Regions from separate parts of the Mus musculus genome. Here region 2 is linked to region 1. A link is a contact called in public Hi-C data. All regions are on one chromosome and are shown on one strand. The core of a region is the stretch at or near the end of the contact, and the rest is flanking DNA. Distances in the headings are between cores, read along the strand shown. Region 1 holds the start of Stac (src homology three (SH3) and cysteine rich domain). Region 2 has its middle 49 kb from the start of Stac.

Evidence for each region. A called contact is a pair of places that touch in the nucleus more often than the background predicts.
Region 2: a Hi-C map of the N1E-115 cell line shows a contact between it and region 1, with 2.6 times the contacts expected there. The contact joins the enhancer-like site here to the promoter of Stac in region 1. A contact is called at or near these places in 6 of 39 promoter capture datasets (3T3-L1-derived adipocytes, cranial neural crest, embryonic stem cells and 2 more), 2 of 484 Hi-C or Micro-C datasets (the N1E-115 cell line and nephron progenitors), 1 of 115 datasets of contacts at active chromatin or transcription factors (embryonic fibroblasts) and 3 of 9 other capture datasets (adipose tissue, embryonic stem cells and pancreatic islet).

What each region holds. Positions count from the first base shown.
Region 1 is chr9:111,685,250-111,693,078 of GRCm38.p6, reverse strand. It overlaps Stac (src homology three (SH3) and cysteine rich domain), which reads left to right and starts at 2,731. Exons shown (of 11, transcript NM_016853.3): 1 at 2,731-3,081. The coding sequence starts at 2,971.
Region 2 is chr9:111,735,446-111,743,274 of GRCm38.p6, reverse strand. No RefSeq gene overlaps it. Among named protein-coding and RNA genes, the nearest start is that of Stac, 49 kb to the right of the region's middle. Within about 2 kb of position 3,579, at least 20 of the 459 cell types and tissues checked have an H3K27ac peak or open chromatin away from gene starts, as enhancers often do. A contact at or near this core is called in the N1E-115 cell line, where this site is marked.

The DNA of each region.
Region 1 (7,829 bases), core at 1,482-3,981:
TGTATGTGTGTGTATGTATGTGTGTGTATGTGTGTGTGTATGTGTGTGTATTTATGTGTGTGTATGTGTGTATATGTGTGTGTATGTGTGTGTATGTTGTGTATGTGTATGTGTGTGTATGTGTGTGTGTATGTGTATGTATGTGTGTGTGTGTGTGTGTGTGTGTGTGTGTGTGTGTGTGTATACATCAAAGGACAGCTTCAGGTGTCTTTCCTCAGGTGTCTTCCACCTTGTGATTGAGACCAATCTTCCACTTGTGACCAGTCTTTCATTGGCCTGGAACTTCTCTGCATAGGCATGACTACCTGATCAGCTAGCTCCAAGGACCCACCTGTCTCTGCCTCCCACAAGTGTGGGTCACCAATCTTGGCTTCTTAACGTGGCTTATGGGGATCAAACCCAGGCACTCATGCTTGTGAGTTGAGCACTTTGCTGTAGGATTCATCTCCTCAGGCACCAGATACCTACCATTTATGTTAGTAGGCCAAAGGTAAGGTCCAAGGAGGTAGCTTTCCTACAACCCCACACCAAGTGTGGTAGTAGAGACCTGTAGTCCTATATTCCTCAAGGCTGATGTAGAAGATTAATCCCAGAACAAAAGTAAACCCTTGTTCTTGTGGTTTTCTCTAGTGAATTCCTTCCCATTTCATCTTTCATTATTTAACTTCTGTTCTTTAACAGTGGGGCAACAGTGCAGGTAGACAGACAGTGAGTTCTATTGAAGAAGAAAATAACTACAAATCAAAGCAACAGAAAAAAGAATAGGAAGTGGAAATGGCTATGGTAGTGGAGTATGTACCCAAAAAGCATAGGAACTCTGGGTTTGAACCCCAGCACCAAGTGCTATTTCCATTAGAAGACATCATTATCAATCGCTAATCCTATTGATAACCAGAGCTGAGCATCTAAAAAGGAGAATAGCATCTTCAATTTTAAAAAAGAATGAAAAATATACCCTAAAACCTGAAGATGAATGATTTCTTATTGTTAGCCAGGGTATGCTTTCTCCCCAAGGCAGAGCTCTATAGAAGACCCGGGAAGTTTCACTCTTGTGGAAAACTCCCTTGGCCCTGTATTAGTTCTGACTTCACATTTGCACAGACTTGTGGAGTCCTGTATTGTCCCTCGTGTCAGTTGGCTAATTATGTGTGAGTGTGCTTTGATTAATCTACCTATATCTGTCTGCCTGCCTCTATCTATCTATCTATCTATCTATCTATCTATCTTCTGTCAGTCTGTCTAGTATCTATCTATCTGTCTGTCTGCCTGTCTTTTTACCTATCTCTTACTTTTCTCATCCAGGAGAACAGGCTTCATGATGTAGCTGATTCTAGAAAACAATCTCCCACAAAGCAGGCATGGGCTAAAGATCCATTTATCCGATGCTGTGTCCCTCTGTCTGTGTCTACCTAAGGCTGGTGGTTGTTGGTGCAACTTCAGCTAGTGAGAATTTTGTTTCCAGTTAACAGATGAGGATTATGTTTCATGGAGGAACACCTGGGGCCTTCCAGGCTTACTGGTGAGGTTGGTCTAAGTCACAGGGGTGAGGGGTGGGGGTGGGTAACAGGGTTTGTTTGATTTTAGGGTTGTTTTTGCTCATATCTTTTTTCTTTTGTTTTATCTTTTAAGACAGGTTGTTACTATGTAGTCCAGGTTAATCTAGAACTCATCACTTAGCCCAGGCTGATCTAGAACTCATTACTTAGCCCAGTCTGGCCTAGAACCCTCAATTATATTCTTACATGAGCCTCCTGGGTAATGTTTGTGATTTTGGAGATGAGCTGGAGGAGAGTAGATAGAAATAAGGATTTATATGTGCACATGAAAATATCACAAATGACCCAGTTACTCTACATGTTAATCCCAAATGACAAAATAAATTTAGTTTTCTAGACATAAAAATAAGGAGGGAGTCTAGTATTCATGTACGAAAGGCTTTTTATAAATGTAGAAGTATTCCCTCTGGCTACATACTCTGTTGTGTCTAAAAACTAAACCGGATCCTTCTATGCCTTGGTCCAGTGATGCTCTGTCTCCTGCCAATCTCCATGCCAAGAGATTGAGTAAAGCGGTCCAGTTCACCGGTCTAAGCAGGTTCTAAAATGCAAGCCCAGCCCTGAAGCCCAACTTCTTTCAGCCTCTAAGCCTGGCTTAGCTTTGAGGCACCCCAGTCCAAATGGCATGGATTTGAAAAGCTCTGCCATTTATAGCTGAGTGGCTTTAAGCAACCCTTTTCAAACCTAGGTTTCCTCGTCTATAAATGGAAGTGACCATGCCTAACCCATAGTGAGCCTGTGAGGCTCAGTAGGAGAAATTGGGGACCAGGTGTCCATACACCAAGTGTATTATCTGCCTGATTTAGATCAAAGCAGAACATTGGAAATTGCAGTGCCCATGGGTCAGAGGACGCCCACACTAGTTCCTGCTGTCACTGAACTATAAATTAAGCTAAGTACCACCACATCTCTCTTCATGCTCAGGGCCGCCAGGGATGAAGGGTTCGCTGAAGGTGGCCCATAGCACTTGTTTGTACTCTCTTTTCTGTTCCTTGGGGGTTTGCTGAGCGGTTTCCTTAGAACATCACTAGACCCAGCGCGGGCGCTCAGCGCGGATCTCCCACACTGTCGGAGTGGGCGCGGCCCCCTCCCGCCCTGGGTTCCCCGCACGACCACGCAGCCCCGCCCCAAGCCGCCGCCTCCCGTCCTCGGAGGGGCCAGCCCGGGCCCACCCGCCCGCTGCGGTGGGCGGCAGTCACGACTAGAGGCGCGCGATCTCCAGTGAGGTGGCTGCGGGCGCTGCGCGGGGCGGGGCGGAGGCCGGGGAGGTGGGCAGGACCTGGTCAGGCGAGGCCCCAGGGCACACGCCGCCGCCTGGCGCGATGGACATCCCGGGGACCCGGCGGCACTGAGCGATCAAGCACGAGCCTGCGGTTCCCCCAGAAGCCCAACACAGTTCCCGCGGCCGGCCACGATGATTCCTCCAAGTGGCGCCCGCGAGGACAGCGGAGACGGACTGACCGGGGAGGCAACGGGCACAGAGCAGCCGCCCTCTCCTGCGTCCACCAGCAGCCTGGAATCCAAGGTACAGCGCGCCTACACTGGGGAAACACAGAGTCCCTTTCCCTCTGACACCTTTCCTCTGGGGTCCGGGTGCCAGAAGAGATGGGACTCATCCCTAGAGAACTGGGATCCACTGGACCCGTTGCTTCTCATGCTGAGACAGCTGCGCGGACCCAAACCTTTGCAGAGCTTCTGCCTTAGGAGCCCAAGCACTTTACCCTAACCCTGGTGCCCAGATGGCTTCCTTAAGTGGGAGAAGGAGTTTGGATGATGCATGCCCTGAACATACTCGTGCCCACAGCCAGAGTGGGTATGGGTAGCTCCTGGGGGCAGAAAGACCGACACAGCCTAAGGGTACTCTTTTGCATAGCTTTAGCACCCAGCCCACAAAGTGTACCTCATCCTGGGGCTCAGGGATCCTTCACTTACCAGGGTGCCTCCCTAGCTTAAGATACCAAGAGTTTAAAGAAATATATTAAACGAACATAAGTAACTGGTCTGCAAGAAAGTTAGCATTCCCCTTGTAAAAGTTGCTACTCTGTAGAACTTAACACTTGTCTTTTTAAGAGTCACACTAACACATATACACAAACGCAACCCCGCAGCACGTCTCCTGTCACATTTATACTTCCTTTGAAGCTGGCGTGGGTGCCAGGCACATGTTTGGAAAAGTTGGAAGAGAACCAAGCAAAGCGTGGCTGCTTAACAGCACAGAGCCAAATGGCAACCGTGCCAGGAGAGTAAAATTCATAAGATGGAGTTGCTGTTAGCTTCGTAGATTCCTTTACGTGCAAGGCTCCTGGATGTGCAGAGGTCTCTATGGGTACCCGGGGCATTGCAGGGATGTCAGCGCTCCCAATACCACAAAGGGATCCATGTTTAGGGGGCCATCAGCTCAAGGAAAAGTGAGACCCTGTGGTTACACCGTACAGACTTGGACGGCATCGTAGCTCAAGAGGCGCTGGCGTAGGGCAGAATGCTGGCACTGTATGCTTTCGGTGTCAATAGTTAACCACCAGAGACGGTGGTGGTCTAAGACCTAAAGCTTTGGCCCCTCCAATTTAACTCTTGGCTATCTCATCTGGGCACTAGTGGCAACTTCTCTGACATCCAATTGAAAAGGCAGACAAGACCATTTGAGGAATAGATGAGACTGCCTAACTCTACCCTGCTAGCTCGACAGACTTGTCCCTTTGCTGTGAGAGCTAGGGAAGTGGGATCCACCACACTACATAGGCTTCTAGAGCAGGCTCCCTGCCCACATCCGAAACACCTCTTTTCTACCTGGAACCTGATGCAATTCATTCCACTATCCCTCCTAGAGAGTCAGAGCGCCAGCTGCCATTTCAGAGGGGATCTGGAGTTCTGTAGGTAGTGTAAGCGCAGAAGTGAAAGACTTTGTTCTTTTAAACTTTGCATTGGGTCTACCATCCTGCATCCTGCGGTAGGTATGCTCTGCAAAGGTCTTAGCCTTTGGGTAAAACAGCAGCCTGATTGAAACACACAGCATGGGCTTGCTATTTATAGATGTCCTCATGTAAATCATTTGGCAAAGCAAAAACCTTCTATGTAATGCCCGTAATTACCCACCAATTTATCCAGCTTACCATTCAGATCTGTAGACGTCCACTTTTCTCAGTCATCTACCTGCCTGATATGTGTCTCTGCGTCCATCAGTTTGCCACTGTGGCTTAGGCGTCCTAGCCAATGGAGATGAGTTCTACCAAGGGCCTCCTGGACCCTCTGGTACTAGACACAGAACAGCCTGCATGGGTGTGATTTTGTTTTTCTTGAAGTCGTATTTAGAGCTGGATTGAGGAGTTCATACCCTCAAAAGAGGCTGGCCTGCTGCTATGGAAGAGAGCTGGTGATGGGTAGATGGCTTGGGATAGGAGCTGGCGAGACCATCATTGTGCGTAGTGAACTGCACGGGCCTTTAAGAGGCTCTGTTCCATTAGAGAGGAACAAGCCTGCTGAGAAAATGTCAGCGGCAAAGCAGGGATGGCTATCTATTGGACTCTCCCAGGAAGTGGTAGTATTGGTTCAAAGGTGCACATCCCAATATAAGCAAGAAGATAGATGTCTAATGCATCCCAAAAATGTCAAGTAAGCTAAACAGTACTCCATATATCAAGAAAACATCACATGGACTCTATAATTGTAACCCAATTATGATAGATCAGCTAAACACACTCATTTTTTTTTTAATTCCATCCAGAAGGTGCATGGTATAGGTCCTACTGGGCACTGAAATTTTTCTGGCCTTTTTTGGACGTTTAGGGTTTTTTTTTTCTCATTATATGGATTAATTTAAGTATGCATGTGCATATGCGCTTATTACAGTGCCCATGTGGAGGTCAGAAAACAAGTTGCAGGATTCAGTTCTCCCCTCCTGCCAATGGGGAACTCAGGGATCAAACGCAGCTCATGGGGCTCGTGGCAAGTGTCGTTACCCACTGAGCCATCCTACTAGCCCATGGAGACTTTTACAATTCCTTTTAAGAGATACTTTTTAGGTGGCCATGGAGCTATAATCCTCACACTTGAGACGAAGAGGCAGGAGAGCTGCAGCATGAGACCCTGTCTCAAGAAAGAAAGAGACAGACAGACAGACACAGAGAGAGAATGTCTAGCTATAAGAATAACAAGTATTAAATATTTGACAAGTCCAGGGGCCAGGGGAACACCCATTGACTGACAAACTCAGGTAGCACTTTATTCTCTATCTTGCCTATTTTTTTGCCTAATTTTATGCTTACTTAGTGCCAAGGGCAGTCCTGAGTATCTAGTAAATGTTGCCTCTAGTCAGACACAACTCTAAACTTCACACTAGAAGCTTCTACTGTGACATCCATTTCATGGCTAACGAAGTAAGAAGGTCTGGGAAGATAGATGCCCTGGCCAAGGTCACGGCAAGAGCAGCACCAGAACCATGTGACCTTGGATCTGGTATTTTCCATCCTTACCTGTCTTGTTTGTGCAGTGCTCACATCATTCTGATGGTCTAAAGATCAGAACCTCCCTGAGAGATCTGGTGCTGGTAACACATTGTGTCTTCAATCGCGCTTCCCCCTCCTCTTCTTTCTTTCCTTTTCCCTTATCCTCTTTTTGTTTTGTCTAGGATTATAAACATACATCACTACACCTGCCTGTAGATCTTTTAATTACCTTATTTATTACTTATTTATGTGTATGCACACATTTTTGCAAGAGTGTACATAGCATGGTGCACATATTTGAAGATCTGAGGACAACTTTTGGGAGTCAGTCCTGCCCCCCCCCACCACCACATGGGTTCTGGGAATCAAACTCAGGTGGTCAGGCTTGGAAGCAAGAGCCTTCATCCGTGGAGCCACCCAGTTGTGTCTTCTGAAGGAATAGGGCTAGAGCCAGGCAGTGGTGGTGTATGTCTTTGATCCCAGCACTCTGAGTCAGAGGCAGGAGGATCTCTGAGCCTGATCTACAGAGTGAGTTCCAGGACAGCCAGGAACACATGAAAGGACTCTGCCTTGAAAAACAAAACAATAAAAGAGCAAAAGGAAGGAAGGAAGGGAGGGAGGGAGGGAGGGAGGGAGGGAGGGAGGGAGGGAGGGAGGGAGGGAGGGAGGGAGGGAGGAAAAGGGCTAGGGAGGTGGCTTTCTTAGTAAAGTGCTTGCATGGCAAACATGAAGTTCCAAGTTTGGTCCCTCAAACATCCCTTTAAGAAGCTAAGCACAGTTGTGCCTACTTATAATCACAGTGCTGGGGAGACAAAAACCACAGATCTGTAGGTCTTAGAACCAGCCAGCCTACATGCCTCCTTGGCATGTTCTAGGCCAATGAAAGACTTGGCCTCAGAAAGCAAGGTGGGTGGCTCCGGAGGATGACCTACCCCTGGGGGTGTACTCTGGCCCTCCATCTTCAGGAAACACACAGGTATCCCTGCACATATATGTGAACCTGTGCATGTACATACATACATGCACAGAAAAGAGAGAGATCAAGAGCTGGAGGTGTGTCTCGGAGTTGGAATGCTTGTCTAGCTTGCTCAAGGCCCTGAATTCAATCCATCACACCTCAAAACCAAGTAAATTAACCAAGTCACATTGTTGGGTGAAATGGTTAATGACCAACTCTCCTTTGGCTTCTTTGTCCTTGCGTTGGCTACTTCCCACGGTGAAAATAATCAAGTGCTTATTCTAGCACCACCTGGAAACTAGGATACAGCAGACCCACTGGTCTAGAGTTCTGCACAGCATCCTAAGAGGCAAGCACATATATGCAGTGTCTGAGCATATAACATATACACAACAGCACCAAACATAAAACAAGGGCATACAAAAATCTCTAAATATCCATTTTTCTCTGCAATTTTCTTGGAAAGTTGAATTACAGAGGGTTGAAATTAGTAACAGAAGAGAGCATTCATTCCAGGTGTTTTTAAAACTGTATCCTTTTATTGTATGAAACTATTTTAAGGAAATTTCCAACATACACAAAGGAAGATAGAAAGTATGAAGAACCATCACAGATCTAACTAGCTAACCGTCCCTGCTTATTAACTCATTGACAGTAACGTTTGACATTCTAACCCATCACCAACACTGCTTGCTCTCCCAGAGGATCATCTTAAATCAAATTCTGGCTCATCAGATCCTTTAACCAGAAAATCTTTCAAGTTGCATATCTAAAAAATAAGATTTGGGTAAACCTAGGATCCCATTGGCACGTACTGCAGTTTTGTTTTGTTTTTATCATTGAGGGTCACTAGAGTCTTGCAAAGACTCAAAA
Region 2 (7,829 bases), core at 2,330-4,829, 49 kb before region 1:
AGACAAGAAGATGTGAGATCTGTTCTCTCCTTCCATTATGTGGGTTCCAGGGATCAAACTCAGATCATCAGGCTTGGTGGCAAGCGCCACCTTTACCTGCCGGGCTATCAGGCCAGCCAGCCTATAAGTATGTTGTGAATAACAGAACTGCAGGTCCTTTTACAGTTCCAGATTTCCCGTGTTAATTCATGGCTGTTATTTACCAAGTTATATAAAACCATAGACTGTCCTTCACAGCATCCTCTAGGCACAGAGAGTAGTGATTCGCTCTTGCAGAAGTAAAAACTTTCCATATAATCTTTGTAGCGAGGTGTCCTCTCATTGAATGATGGTTTTTGAGTCTTATGGATAAGATTCATTTTCTTGCATCAGCTCTGCCAGAGCATGCTGCCACACAGCTGTGGGAGATCAGAGAGAGCATGCCACTTCTGTTCTACCAACGCACATCAGTACATCACAGCTGCTGTCCAGCATGTCACCAGAGTGTGAGCTGGTGTCCAGTGTGTCACCCTGAGTGCAAGACACTATAAATGCAAAATTACATTTCCCCTGTTTTCAAATAAGGACATTAAAAAAAAGCACCTTGGAAGCTGAGGAGACGGCACAGTGGGTAAGATGGGTTGGATGGGGAGATGTTCAGTGGGTAAAAGGTTGGGGGTAGGGGATGGCTCAGATCTCTTGAAGATGAGATATTAAGTGAATGTATACACACACACACACACATACATACATACATATACATACAGCTCTTTAAAATGGGCATTTGGGGTTGAAAAAATGGCTCAATGAGTATAACGCTCGCCACGCAAGCATGACTCCAGTGCCCTAGAATCCACATAAAAGGCTGGTCATTGTATTATCCCCATGCTGGGGAGGCAGAAACAAGTGCATCCCTGGGGCTTGCTGTCCAGCCAGTCTTCCTGGATAAGATTGCTACAGATTCAGTGTGAGATTGTCACAAAAAAAATTAGGTGGAGAGTAACTAAGAAATACACATGGCATTGACTTCAGGCCGCCACACATATGTAGGTGCATGTACAACCACACAGAGACATGAGCACACACATGAACCTACACAAGAAAGAAAGACTGAAAACCACCTACATATCCCTCAAGAGCAAGAAGTATTGGCAAGTCAAGGTGTATGTGAAAAATAATGACCACATCAGCACAGATGAAATTATAGTAAGACAATTTCAGAATAATATATCCAATGTCATTCCAGGTATATAAAACAAAGACAGAAAAAAACCTGACCAATATTTAACCTAAATGTAGAAATGTATGTGTTAAAATCACAGTACAAAAGGGACAGAAATGAGATAAAATTGGGGAAAGATGGTTTCTAAATTCTAATGGTGCTCATTTAACTAACTCAGAGTTCTGAGTACCTAGATATATTCATTTTAATGGCATTACCTGTATTTTTTTTAGACAAGATGTTACATGTAGCTCTGGCTGGCCTAGAACTCTCTGTGTAGACCAGGGTGGCCTTGAACTCACAGAGATCCCCCTACCTCTGCTTCCTGGGTGCTGTGCACCAGCCTTAGAAATGTAACTGCGACAGATAGTGTAAATTAAAAGCCACTAACATTTTCAAGCTGTAAATAATTAGAAAATTAAGGAAGATAGCGAAACAAAAAAAAATTTCCAAAATACAAACAGCACCTGTCAGAAGCAGTACATGATGCATAATATAATATTATAAAATTATAAAAGCAAATTTCTGAATATTGGTGCAGAAGTGATCATGAAAATATTAACAAATATAATCTGACAGCAACTTCTTTTCATGAGAAATGAGTGACTATTTGGCAGTTAACAAAATGTGTTGTTAATTTAAAAAGTTATATACGAGTATAATTATACACGGAAGTGATGACAGATCGATCACCCAGTGGAATGAAGAATAAGGACTGAGACCTTTCAATCAAATCAATGATAAGCATTATTTCCTCAAAGAAGTAAGTGGGGGAGAGCAAACGCTGTCTGCTGACACCTGCAAGTTCATCACTACAAGTCACAGGCATGTCCCCATCAACCAGTTCTGCTCTCCCTTTTGCACTGTGGCATCCCTCCAAGCTTGCCACGAGTCTTCTCAGTTTTTGGACAGTTTGGGGGCTTTTGTTTAATTGTCAGGTGAGCTTTGCTTTAGAATAATTTAAGATCTATAGAAAAGTTGTCAAGTGTAGTCTTCATATGACCATGTCATCTGACACCCGCATGGCACGCGTATCTTGCGAAGAAGCCAGTATCAGAGGATCATTACTACTACCAGTCACATTTCAAGTTGCCCCGTGGTTGTTAGGGTCAGATTCTGGGCCCTGGCAGCTAACAAGCCAAGCTCAGCCGCCATCTTTAATAGACCAATTAAAGAGATAGAGTAACACAGAAATGCAAGAAAAGGAGATTTATTTAGTTAATGTGGCCACGTCAGAAAGAGAAACAAAGAGTTTCTGTGACCTGGCTGCCTCCAAGTCCATCTTCATGGTCCTGACATGTGCAGTCAGTCATCCAAGCTGCCACCTGTCACTGTGAGCATGAACATTTGTTAAGGGACAAATCTAAAATGAAATTCCAGCCTTCACTTGCAATTTCACTGTGATGCAAGAGGCAGCACCTGAATGAGAGACTCAACATGAACCAAGGCACCAGGCACCGGAAAGGACACTCAGCAGGAGTCACCATGGTGGCATGCTGTGCCCGTGTCTCTGAAGCTCATCACCACACCACCCTGCCCAGGCAGCCACACTGACTCTCAGCGCTCTTCTTCCAGAAGGTGCCTAAGGACTAAACCTGGCAATGGCCCTTCCTTGTAAACAGTTCTCATCTGGTCCTGTCAGTCCTGTTGAGTCAACAGTTCCTTGTCTGCAAGATAGAATGAAGAGCAACTCAGAAAAGAAAGGATTTATTTGGGGTTATAGCCCCAGAGGGGATGAATCTATGATGGTGGGAATGGCCAGCATCAGGAACCATGAAGCTGGCCCAGAAGTCAGGAAGCAGAGATGAACAGGATGTACAGTCAAGCTGTACAACCTCCCATCCCTGCCATAAATGGTGGATATCCTCCAGCAGGGTCCCACCTCCTAAGGGCTATATGGCCTGTCCAAAGATAATACCAGCTGGCTCCGGGTGTTTACCATATGTTCCTATGGGGCCATTTCATTTTCAAACCACAGTACATCTGCTAGGATGCGGGAAGCTAGGAGCTGCTGGGAAGCATCTGGTTTCTTTAATAGCTACCCACTATGTACCGTGTGCATGCAGACATCTTAGATTGAAAGCTGCTGGCTTGCTTCTCAACTGACCCCCATAACTACATAGCAGCTGTCCATAGCTATTGCTGTGCACTATCTGTCCCTTGTGCCAACCCTCTCTCCAGCTCCAGGCTCCTGCATAGGATAGGACACTCAGAGAATGTCTGACAGCATCCTGACACCACCACAGCAAGCGTCTAAAAGCTCCCATGCTAACAATCTTCAAGAATTGGAAGAAGCAAGAGAGGAAACACGGTCTTTTGAAAGCATGTTGCACTCCACTGCCGAGTGAGAAACACATTTAGTGAGAGCAAACTGCCATCACTCACAAAAAGCTACCAGGGTTCAGAGTCTAATTAGAGAAAAAGAAATCAATAGTGACTCACTTCCTTGTTAGAGGAATCGATTTTCCTGATAAGCTCGCAATATTCCTGGACTTTGTCTTCATCATTTTCTGGCAAAATGGCTCAGCTCCAGCTCTCCCCAAATCACACGGTTACATTGAGATGAGTGGTTTCCAGATGCTGGGAGTCACAAATCAATCTCCTTAAAGAAGCTGCAGCCTCCAGGCAGGCGAATAGGAACAGAAGCCAGCCTGCACTGACAGATAGCCAGAAGGTATTTTGAAAGTCAGAAATCCAGGTGTGGTTCGGGGGTCTTCTGCTTTTCATTCGAACTTTAATACTGACATGGACAGTGAACTTTGCCATTCTTTTTTCAGATAAATGAACCTACCCCCGTTGTACTTAGAAGACCTAACTATGTCTGTGTGGCTGGAGGGATGGCTCAGCTATTCAGAACACTTGCTGCTCTGGCAGAGGGCCAGGGTTGGGTTCTCAACCCCCATATGATGGCTCACAACTGTAACTCCAGTTCTAGGAGATCTGTCTTTCTCTAGCACTGCACACATGTGGTACATACACATATATGCTTGCAAATGTGCATACAGATAAAATGCATAATAAACCTTAAAAGGACTTCACATTGTATCTTACACTTTCACTGCTGAGTATCTGTTTCATGCATTTATCCACAGCCATGCACTTATCCACAGCTTCAGAGCAGCTATTCTAACTGTATAGAAGCTTGCTGAGATGTATAGATTTCCAGTCTGGTTAATTTTGATGCATAGATTTGTTGCCACTGTTGTTGTTTTTGCAAGTACTTTTATAATAAAAATTTCTAAAGATTTGTTTGATCTCTCTTAACTTTCCCTCCTCTCTCTCTCTCTCTCTCTCTCTCTCTCTCTCTCTCTCTCTCTCTCATCTCTTTCTCTATTCCTCTATATTTTGTGCCTGCATGGCCTGGAGAAAAATAATTTCACAGTTCTGAATTATTTATTCATATTTAAAAGGAGATTGGAGTGTGTTTGACATACATGCAGGCTCAGAACAATTCTATGAAATTCAGCAATTGTGTGCAGTAGATATGGGTCCAAATACAGCAATCCATTTAACCCTCACACGAGCCAGCAATGAAGATGCCAACGTTATTCTTATTTACAGACAAGTCCATGAGGACTTAGAAGGTCTTAAGTACTTTTATTTTTACCCAATCTTACTTCACACCCAGGGCTACATGAGACACAAGATCTTAATGACTACATTCTTGAACTTGTCACCTGACCTATCTTGTTCTAGTTTCTAGGACCAATCATGTCCATGCAGGTGCAGTTAAACTTGGTCAGTAATGAACAGTTGCTGAGTCAGTGAATGAGATGTTGGCAACTAAAACACCAGTCTCCCCTATTCTTCCTGCTGACATGCCTCTGCCTAACAAGAAGACCAGGACGGTAGATGTGTTCAATAAATTACAGGGTTTGGAGGTTTCTTTCCCTTAGGAAGGAATTAAGTCTGTCATGGTCACATAATAATAGTCATGATTAATATCAACAGAGAGATGGATTAGCATCATTAATGTCAGGCTGATGTGACAGCTGATATTCTCTGTCAATTTGGCTGGACTGAGAGATGCCCTGATGGCTGGGTAAAGTGTCACTTCTGCCTGTATCCTCCAGGATGTTTCAGAAGGGATCTGCATCAGTGGTTGCTAACAGGTGAAGAGATGGCCCTCACCAGTATGGAGGAGAGGTGTCTGGTCTGCTGAAACCTGGGTGGCGTAGGGAGGTGAATGAATGTTCATGTGCTCTTCTGATGCTGAAATGTCCATCTTATTCTTGCTTTAGCATCAAAGGCTCTGCTTCTCAGACGTTTGGGCTCTAGGACTTCTAACTGTTCCCAGTGCCACGAATTCTGCTTATCTGTGGATTTCTGACAGGACAGGCATGTGACACGGATGCTGCGGCCTACTGACCCATCCATCACCTGTGGCAGATCATAACACCCATCCTTTGATACAAAGACTTGATCATTCATGCTCTGGGAAGCCAGAATCTGCTTAGAATAGACACGAGAGACTATGGGTGTTGGCTTGTTTGTTTGTTTGTTTGTTTCTGGAAAGTTTAGTGGCATGGGTCATAGCAAAGTGGGGTTACCAGAAAGTCACAGGCAAGAAATATCTGGTAAACAATGTATGTGTGACCTAAGCCACCAACACTGACCTTCCCAGTACAATCTCTCTCATAACCAGCAAACAAGCATACAACAACCACAAATCTAAGCAGCAAAACAAGGGACCACTACTCTGGTCTTCTTTCTGTTTGTGTGAGTAAAAGCAGCTTAGAAGAGGAACAGCTTTACTCAGCTTACGCTTTCAGATCATAGTTCAGCTCTGAGGGAGTCAAGCAGGAACCCAATCAGGAAGCAGAAGCCATGAACAGAGTGAAAGAATTCAATGCTCAAAGTGCACCATCTGTCTGTCTGTCTGTCTATCCCTTCAAAGCTCAGATCTCTCCATTTTCTAATTTTCATGCAGCCCATGTAATTAGCAAAGTTTTTTAATATTTTTAAAATGGCTCTGGGAGAAGGGAAAAATATTTCCATGAAAATTACATGCAATTTCTATCGCTTAGTTTCTTGCAGGACAGCCACGTCTATTGATTGATACACTGTCTCTGGCCACACCTATTATTGATATGATGTCTCTGGTTGCTTTCTTTGATACAAAAGCATCACAGAATGCTTGAGTTGGAGTCTGGGAGTCTCCAGACTAAGACATCCCCTGTCTGACTCTTTAAAAGAATGTGTGGTGACCCTTTCCTCCATACGCTCATACTTGAATAAGACAATGTGTTTTAACTGATAAAAAACATAAATATTCAACAGAGCAGTCCCCCGGAGCAAACTTGCTTAGCCTTTCTGTTTCACTTTTATCAGTAGAAGGCAAATGGTTTAGTAAAACTCTGGGGGTTTTAGGCGGGAGATGCACCTAGGCTACCTTTATGAAATGAGCATCATTGGATAAAGTCACATGAGCCTCCTCGGTCTCTGTGTCCTTACCCAGTAACGCAGACCTGTGTGGATTTAGCTCTGCACCTTCCACGATGCTAGGAGGTGATAAGCGGCAATCCCCTGAACCCCAGCAAGCACCATGCATTGGAGGAGGCACTGCAAACAGGCTCAAGGTCAGCTTGCAGCCTCAGTTGCCCAGCAATGGAGAATAGGAACCAGACAAGTACACCATACACCAGCTTATAGCCCCAGTGCTTGGGGTGTTGAAGCAGGAAAGTTAGAAGGTTAAGGCTATCCTAGGGTAGAGAGTAAGTCTGAGCTGAGCATGGGAATGCATAAATATCTCAAAAATGAAAGGAAATGCAATGAAACAAGATAAAGTAAAATAAAATAATAAAGCAGGCAGCCCCAGCCTGAATCCTGCAGCTGACGTACTGGCTACCTGGGTCCGTTTGAAGGAAAGCCATGACAGGAGTCACAGCTCTGGCCAATAGAATGGCCTGTGGCAAGATGTGTGGCCAGGGTCCTCCTCTGTCTCTCATCTAGAGCTCACAAACCCAGTAACTAACTAAACAGCTGCATAAAGCTGCCTGACACATTGCTTCAGCACAGGACAGCACCCCACTGTGTCTTGTACTCTGCCTTCTCCTTCCCCATCCCCCAACTCACCAGTGACATCATGTAACTTGAAGAAGTTCAAGTAAGACTTTACAGAACAAGAGAGACTTTCTAAGACGTAAATATATTTTATCTTCTTCATAGATGTCGCTTATATTTGTTAAGCAGTATTTACTGTAGCACTTGAAATACCTACTAATTATTGTCTATAAACTATACAACCACCATCTACTAAAAACTGACAATGAATATATACTGATTGTATCAGAGTTAAGGGTATTTTTATTTGAGACTTCAATCAACTAATCAGCTATATTACACAGTAAGTCTTTCTCTTTGAAAGCAGCAAATTTGGGCCTTGGGACTACAAATTAATAATAATCACATTGGACATTAATTGGGTTTAAAAAATAACATTCAAAAATATCAGTGTTTATTTAGGTAATAATCCAATATTTCATTTTTTAGTAGCAAGCTACATTTTTCAGAGCCTTCTTTGTAAGCTATATGTTTGTGTTTCAGTGTCGTTATTAAAATTCCAGTTTTTCTTGTTTCCAGGATGGTTTACAGGCCTCATGAGTACTGAGCTACAATACGCACAATA